Linked DNA regions of Arabidopsis thaliana: region 1 is linked to region 2. The links are chromatin contacts, called in public capture Hi-C maps. All regions are on one chromosome and are shown on one strand. Each heading gives the region's core, a stretch centred on a gene start, on an enhancer-like site or on the middle of the called end of the contact. The rest is flanking DNA. Distances are from core to core; before and after follow the strand shown.

The links. Capture Hi-C pulls out chosen DNA fragments and counts their contacts.
Region 1: a capture Hi-C map of shoot shows a contact between it and region 2, with 5 times the contacts expected there. The contact joins the promoter of CPK31 here to the promoter of CRK39 in region 2. A contact is called at or near these places in 2 of 26 Hi-C or Micro-C datasets (leaf and rosette leaf) and 1 of 3 other capture datasets (shoot).

The regions. Positions count from the first base shown.
Region 1 is chr4:2,382,752-2,387,031 of TAIR10.1, forward strand. It overlaps CPK31 (calcium-dependent protein kinase 31), which reads right to left and starts at 1,370. Exons shown (of 8, transcript NM_148230.3): 1 at 687-1,370; 2 at 215-358; 3 at 1-128. The coding sequence starts at 1,245. CPK27 (calcium-dependent protein kinase 27) reads right to left here. Exons shown (of 8, transcript NM_116708.3): 2 at 3,982-4,125; 3 at 3,749-3,901; 4 at 3,429-3,541; 5 at 3,087-3,254; 6 at 2,879-3,006; 7 at 2,701-2,800; 8 at 2,287-2,617. The coding sequence ends at 2,525.
Region 2 is chr4:2,258,012-2,261,982 of TAIR10.1, forward strand. CRK39 (cysteine-rich RLK (RECEPTOR-like protein kinase) 39) reads left to right here and starts at 1,487. Exons shown (of 7, transcript NM_116692.2): 1 at 1,487-2,415; 2 at 2,499-2,624; 3 at 2,705-2,838; 4 at 2,925-3,135; 5 at 3,215-3,452; 6 at 3,538-3,676; 7 at 3,843-3,971. The coding sequence starts at 1,569.

The DNA.
Region 1 (4,280 bases), core at 120-2,619, 120 kb after region 2:
TTCCTTGGGGTTTCTGTTAAGCATCCTATTGACAAGATGTTTTGCCTTCACATCTATAAACTTCCATGATTCGCTGTCAACGTCGATTTTGGCACTCTTTATCTCAGAGAACATCTGTGCCTCAGGTTCTACAATATACATACAATAGATACGTATATATAACAAAGCAAACCCCAAGAAGAAGAACATTTATGTTAGCTTTTTAAGTTTGAACCTGTCACAAAGGGAGGTTTGCCGCAGAGTAGGATGTACAATATAATCCCTGCACTCCAAATGTCCGCTTCTTTACCGTATTTTCCCTGTAACACTTCAGGAGCAATGTAGTAAGCACTCCCAGCGAATTTCCGGTGTACTTCTCCTGTTTTTGTTGGTTTAGACAAAAAATACATCAAAACCTGATTCTTGTATGAGTCACCAAATCCAACTCTATACGCATTTGAACCAAAGTAACCAAATTTTCTCAAACTAAAGAGACTTGTGCAAGACCAATCTTATACATACAAAACATTTCTTATATACTCCTAAGATGGATTCTATTAAAGATCAACCTCTAAACTCATTTTTGAGTCGCAATCTCTAGGCACAGGAACCAAAAGTCACCAAATTTAAAACACAAGACACAAACCAACATACTCCAGTACCAAAACCAATCAAAGGCAATCAAAGAAAGGAATCTCGAAGCTAACCTTCTTCAATGAAAACAGAACACCCGAAGTCGATAGCTTTGACCGTAGCATTCTTATCGGTACTGGAGAGCAAGAAATTCTCAGGCTTTAGATCACGAAGCATCACACCCATGTAATGACAATTCTTGACAACATTCACAATCGGCCTAATGATTTCAACAGCTTCTTTCTCGGAGTAAGACTTTCCATCTTTGGACAAAGCTTCGATCTTTTTGAATAACTCTCCACCACCACAATATTCCATAACAATATGTACAGAATCTCTGTCCTCGTAAGCTTTCTTGAACTCAACAATGTTCGGTTCTCCAGACAAATGCTTCATGATACGAATCTCTCTCTTCACGGCTTCTTCATCTTCTCTACTCTTTAGATTCGTCTTGAGAATGGTCTTGCAGGCGTAAGTCTTACCTGAAGTCTTCTCAACGCATTTTCGAGTTATACCGAATTGGCCTTGACCCAATTCATCCCCGAGGATGTAAACCTTTCCGATGTCAACGAATGGTTTCTCAAGAATGGTTCTTTTTGATTGTTTTAGGTTCTTACTGCTGTAGCAACCCATTGAGAGTTTTCAGAGACTTTTCTGGTTTAAAGAAGATGAACTTCGAGGAAGTCAGATTGTCAAAATGTAAGATTTCAGAAGATGGAGGTTTATGGAGAATCATCATCTCAATTCTGAACTCGTACATTTGTGGATTTGGTCTTTAAGTCAATGTTCTTTAAAATATTTAAATTCACATAGTTGGTCAAAAGCAAACACTCTGGTGCAGCTAGAGGGTTTACAATGATTTGGTCTTTAAGTCAATGGTCTTTAGAATATTTAAATTCATATTATCAGTCCTAGGCGTTCGGTTATCCATTCGGTTATCGTTTTTTTCGGTTCTAAAGTTTAGAATCCATTCGGTTATTTTGAAAGTTAGGTTTCGGTTTCGGTTCTTTTGCTCTTAAAAAATAGTATCCATTCGGTTATTTTACTTTGAATATTGTCGGATAATTCAGTTATTTTCGGATAATAGGATAATTTTTGGTTATTTTCGAATATTTTTACTATTTTATATATATTCTCAAGTATTTTTATTTATTTAGTTTAGAAATAACTAATACTTTTGAAATTTATTTATATTTCGGATATTTTCGGTTATCCAAAATATTTCGGTTTATATCCATTCGGTTTCGGATATTTCGGTCCGGTACATTCGGTTCGGTCAAAAGAAAAACTCTGTTTCAGCTAGAAAGGTTTGCAATGATCAAGAAATTTACAAGAGAAAAGGCCTCTGTTTTCTCCGGTTTAGCTTTGAATCTTTGGGTTTACCAAAACCGGAAAACCACTATTTAGTGAAACAATTACAGAGCTTAATGATCAATGGATACGAAGAAGTTTCCCTTGTGGCTGCAAACCGTTGTTGTCTTTATCAACAATGCTTTCTGAAAATGTTCATCTCGTTCCAATCTGTGTCTATGCATCGTCGCTAATGGAAGATGAGAGCCATTGACACTCGCTGTAGCAGAGAGATGGTTTATTGAATAACAAGAAACCTTTCTCAGTTAGGTTACCTTAAACGCCAAGGCAAATTGTGAAAGAAACCCTAAAACGTAGAGCGTCCGAAATATTCTATTGAATTCTCTGAATATTTTTGATGTTTGTATTTCTCAATTCCTTAGGTCAAGTATCTATAAAACTACAACACACTTTATAAGGAATCACAAATATACCAAAAGAATGAATTCTTTTTAATTGGATTTTACAACCTTGACAAACAAAAAATGTGGATTAAACAGATCAAACTAAACCATACAAATATGTATTATTCAATACCTTAAAGCATGCAAATATGTATTATTCAATTGATGATCGGAAGAAGTTCCCCTTCTGGCTGCAAGCTGCTCTCAGTTCTCATCATTGTGCGGAATTCCTCAAAGTTTATTTTTCCATCCTGTAACAGAGTTGTTCATTACTTAACAGTGTTTCGAAAAAAACCGGTCTGATGTTTCATGTTTGATGTATTGACCAACTTACATTATCGGTATCAGCATCGGCTATGATTTGTTTGATGCTACCTTCATCTCCCGCACCATCCTCCTTCATCGCCATCTCCAACTCTTCCTTCGTTATGTGCCTATTGTATTGTCAAGCATTTCACATTTTAGTTCAAAAACATTATTCGACTAATAAGCAAAAAGTGGAAGAAACATACCCGTCGTTGTCTTTGTCAAAGTGTTGGAATGCTTTGTACACATGTTCATCTCTATCCAATTTGTATCTATGCATCGTTGCAGAAATAAACTCGTCTATGTCGATTGTTCCATTACCATCCATATCAGCCTGAGAAGTTAATCATTATGTGTTACAAAGTTATATTTTTTCTTTAAAGACAAGTCCGATGCAATAAGTAATCAACTCACAGCTTCCATGAGTTGCTCCACTTCGGTTTTAGAGAGGTTAGATCCAAGTCTAGTAAGACCTGTTTTGAGTTCTTCAAGAGTAATATTTCCACTTTTGTCAGTATCTATGTTGGTGAACAGTGTCTTAAGACCTTTGATTTCCTCTTCTGATAGATTTGCTGCAATAAACTGCAAATCAGACACACACATCATAAATCGATGCTTCATAGACAAAGATAGGAAGATGGATCATTTCCCAGGGTATGATATGTTTCCAGTGACTAGGAAAATCACATATTAGTAAGCTGTTTAAGATAATACTTAGGAGGTAGTAGCAAGAATAGGGAATGGTTCACTCTTTACCTTTAGAACTACCTTCTTAAACTTGTTCGCATCTCGAAATCTCTTCAAACGGGATAAAACAACGCCATCAATAGGCTTATCCGAAGCTTCTCCTTCTTTCATCCAAGGATGTCCTATATACAACAAGGAGCATTACAGACAAAACAAGAACAAGATTTCAATATTCACATAGTCTAAACAATGGAATTTCTTTTGAGGAAACAAGCCCTCCACAAACATAGTGAGCACAATTCTGGATCCTTGAAGCTTCTTTTGGATCCAGATATATATATTTGTGTTGGCTCTAGAACAATCTTGAAAAGAGAAAGAAAGGAACTTACCAAGAACCTCTGCAGCAGAGATTCGTTCCTTGGGGTTTCTATCAAGCATCCTCTTGACAAGATGTATTGCCCTTGAATCTCTAAGAGGCCATGGTTCCTCGCTGTAGTCGATTTCCAAACTCTTAATCTCATTGAACATCTGTCCCTCAGGTTCTACATACAATAGATTACATATAAATAAAAAATCAACCCCCAAGAAGAAGAAGAATCCAGTTAGCTTTTTAAGTTTGAACCTTTCACAAAGGGAGATTTGCCACAGAGTAGGATGTATAATATAATCCCTGCACTCCAAATGTCCGCTTCTTTACCGTAATTTCCCTGTAACACTTCAGGAGCAATGTAGTAATCACTCCCAGCTAAATCCTGGTATACTTTTCCTGTATTTGTTGGTTTCAGAAAACAATGCATCAAATCAATCATATGAAACCAAGAACAAAACTAACTAAATATGGTATACTTGAAAACAATCTGTAACAACAAAAGACAATGTAAAACCCGATTCTTGATACTTAACAGTCACCAAATCCAAATT
Region 2 (3,971 bases), core at 237-2,736:
TAATTTTTCTGGAAATTTTTTATTGAATTGGGGAGAAGAGAAGAAGCAACGAAGAAGATGATGAAGGAAAAAGGTCTGTTAAATAAGAATAAAGTGGATATTTCCCAGTTCTCATATGTTAGTTTCTTAATTTCTAGAATTATAGTGCTATTTTCTTAATTTAGTGTTGAAAACTAGTTAGTTTTCCAATTCACCCATAAAAGTATTTTCAGAAAAAAAATATAGAAAAAAAGAAAAAAAGTATTAGTGTACTTGGAACCTAATATTATTCATTATCAATCATGGAATTTTTACTTTACACCGAAGTCGAAACTCTACTCTGGACGATAAAGTGTATGATTGGTGCCGACAACCAAGATGTAGCCTTTTTTATATACTGTTCAGACCTGGTGAAGATAGTTTTTTCCTCAACCGAATAGTCGGCGTTTTCAGCATATTTGGAGGATTTTCAGAGCGACAAGGAAGAATTCACAAGCTTCTCTTTATCTTTAATTTTTTGTAATGCAAATGTTAAAACGGACAATTTGGCACGAAAATTTGTACTAAATCGTTTTATGTCACTTATGTAAACAATATTCCGCAAGATTGATTCTTTTGAGCTCAAAACAAAACCGATGACAAAAAAAAAAAAAATCATGGAATTTCTAAGAACCGTAGACACTTACTTGGTCACCGTTGCCAACTACGACGAAATATTTATAACATTTCTAATATGCTACTTGACAAAACAAAAAAGGCTACTTGAAAATCGCTAATTTTTGTTTTTCTTCCTCACTAGTCAATATCACTTATGAAAAGTTATTTGTAAATTTGCAATTACTTTCCAAAGTAAGGTTTTGTGAGTAAAATGTATGTTTTGATAGGAATAAACATTCTCAATTTACTAAGCAGTTATGTATACTATAGTTGTTTTAAACGCACAAATGAAAACTTGTCAAATGGGATTGATAACAAACATATCATACTACTTTCTTTCTATCTTTTGTCAATATCGTATTACTTTATGTTAAATATATAGTAAAACTTCTCGATAAATTAATAACTATATAAATTAATAAATTCTTCCGTTCCGAGTTGAGATCAATGTAAAAATTGATACAAATCAATATATTAATAAGATAATAATTTTTTTGAAAATCTTATATAAATATATGGTCTCATTTACCTTTTAGATTAAATTTTTGTAAAAAGTTACAAAATTTGTAAAATCTCTCTATAATTTAAATTTATTAATTAATCGATAAATTAATACCTTTTTAAATTAATAAATTTTCTCGGTTTCAGTATTATTAATTTATAGAGGTTTTACCGTATTTCAATTATATCCTAACTATACAACGAAAACACATAAAATAATAAAATTTGAACATGAACATCTCTGTATACATATATGGACATGAGAACCTACGCGTATGTCCGAGTACTTTCCTAGTAGTAACAAAATCTGACCAATACACCATTTTGTCAAGTCAAGTAGTGTGTACTCGTTGTCTCAAGTCACCTTATAATATACAAAAGCTCTATAGTAATTGATTATCCTCGTAACAATAACGTATGATCAAAAAGATATGGGGAAATACTCTGTTTTGATGATCTTTATCGCTTCTTCTCTTCTTATTGTCCTTCAAAACGTGGAAATCGTTAACGCCGTCGGATGTACCGGAAGCTTCTTCAACGGTAATAGCAGCTACGCTCAGAATCGCCGCGATCTCTTCTCTACTCTTCCTAATAAAGTCGTCACCAACGGTGGATTCTACAACTCTTCACTCGGCAAAAGTCCCAACATAGTTCATGCTGTTGCTCTCTGCGGAAGAGGATACGAGCAACAAGCTTGTATCAGGTGTGTCGACAGTGCGATACAGGGTATACTAACGACAACGAGTTGTCTAAACCGCGTGGATTCATTCACGTGGGACAAAGACGAGGAAGACAATGTTTCTTGTCTTGTAAGTACCTCAAACCACTCAACTTTTGGGAACCTCGAGCTTAGACCTTCTGTTAGATACCAAAGTCCGAATAGTATCGAGCCATCGAAAAACATGACTCTTTTCGAACAAGAATGGAATGCAATGGCTAATCGGACCGTCGAGTCTGCCACAGAAGCTGAAACTTCCTCGGTACTTAAGTACTATAGTGCCGAAAAAGCCGAGTTCACAGAGTTTCCAAATGTTTACATGCTGATGCAATGCACACCCGACATAACTTCCCAAGATTGCAAAACATGTCTGGGAGAATGCGTGACGCTTTTCAAAGAACAGGTTTGGGGAAGACAAGGAGGCGAGGTTTATCGTCCGAGCTGTTTTTTCAGGTGGGATCTATATGCTTTCCATGGTGCTTTTGATAATGTAACAAGAGTTCCTGCGCCTCCTCGACCTCAAGCTCAGGGAAACGAGAGCTCTATAACAAAAAAGAAAGGTAAAACATTGATTTGAGTCTTATTTAAGTTTGTTAGTATGATAAAGATGTTCTTAGGCTAAAAGGGGTTTGATGATTTTTAGGAAGAAGCATTGGATATGGTGGAATTATTGCAATAGTTGTGGTTCTTACTTTCATTAATATTTTGGTGTTTATTGGCTATATCAAAGTCTATGGACGTAGGAAAGAATCATACAACAAAATCAATGGTAAGTGTACATTATTTCTTGCTTCAATCAACCACATGATGTAGAGAGTAAGTCTTATATCTTCTTGTTTTTTCTTTTAGTTGGAAGTGCAGAGTACTCTGATTCTGATGGTCAATTCATGTTACGGTTTGATCTTGGTATGGTCTTAGCGGCTACCGATGAATTCTCATCGGAAAATACGCTTGGCCAAGGTGGATTTGGTACGGTCTATAAGGTAGTACTAACATTTGTTTTACTAATTATGAGTTCTTGATTGATCTTGATCTTTGGTGAATAACAAATCTTGTGGACCGGTTTCAGGGGACATTACTAAACGGGCAAGAGGTAGCGGTGAAGAGGTTAACAAAAGGTTCAGGACAAGGAGATATAGAGTTCAAGAATGAGGTTTCGCTATTGACAAGACTCCAGCATAGGAATCTAGTTAAGCTTCTTGGATTTTGTAATGAAGGAGATGAACAGATTCTTGTTTACGAGTTCGTTCCCAATTCAAGTCTTGATCACTTTATCTTCGGTGAGACTTCGAAAGACAGCTGCCAATTTGGATGGTTTTAGAACTTTTAGCAAACTAAATGTTTCTTTGAACTTTGCAGATGATGAGAAGCGTTCACTTCTTACATGGGAGATGAGATACAGAATTATAGAAGGCATTGCTCGAGGTCTTCTTTATCTTCATGAAGACTCGCAGCTAAAGATTATTCACCGAGACTTGAAGGCAAGCAACATACTTTTAGACGCAGAGATGAACCCTAAAGTTGCAGATTTCGGGACAGCGAGGTTGTTCGACTCCGATGAGACTCGAGCTGAAACAAAAAGAATAGCTGGAACCCGGTAAGAAATATATCAAGGTATATTTAAATGCTCTGTTTTGAAAACAGAGTCCATGAATTAATGTTATTGGTTTGCATATATGCAGTGGATATATGGCTCCTGAATACTTGAATCATGGACAAATCTCAGCTAAATCTGACGTTTATAGCTTCGGTGTTATGCTTCTAGAGATGATTAGTGGTGAAAGAAACAATAGCTTCGAAGGAGAAGGACTTGCAGCTTTTGTAAGCTTCTTCACATATATATATTTTTTTGAATACCAGGAGGTTCTGGGCCGAAACCACAGCATGTAATATTAGTTTCGTCCCAAGCGTCACTCGAACCGGCGACCTCTAAGTTTCTTCACATATCAGTTTTTGTTTTTCTAATCTTCAAAAACTTTTGGTGTAGGCATGGAAAAGATGGGTTGAAGGAAAGCCTGAGATTATAATTGATCCGTTCTTAATAGAGAAACCAAGAAATGAGATCATAAAGTTGATCCAAATTGGTTTGTTGTGTGTTCAAGAGAATCCAACAAAG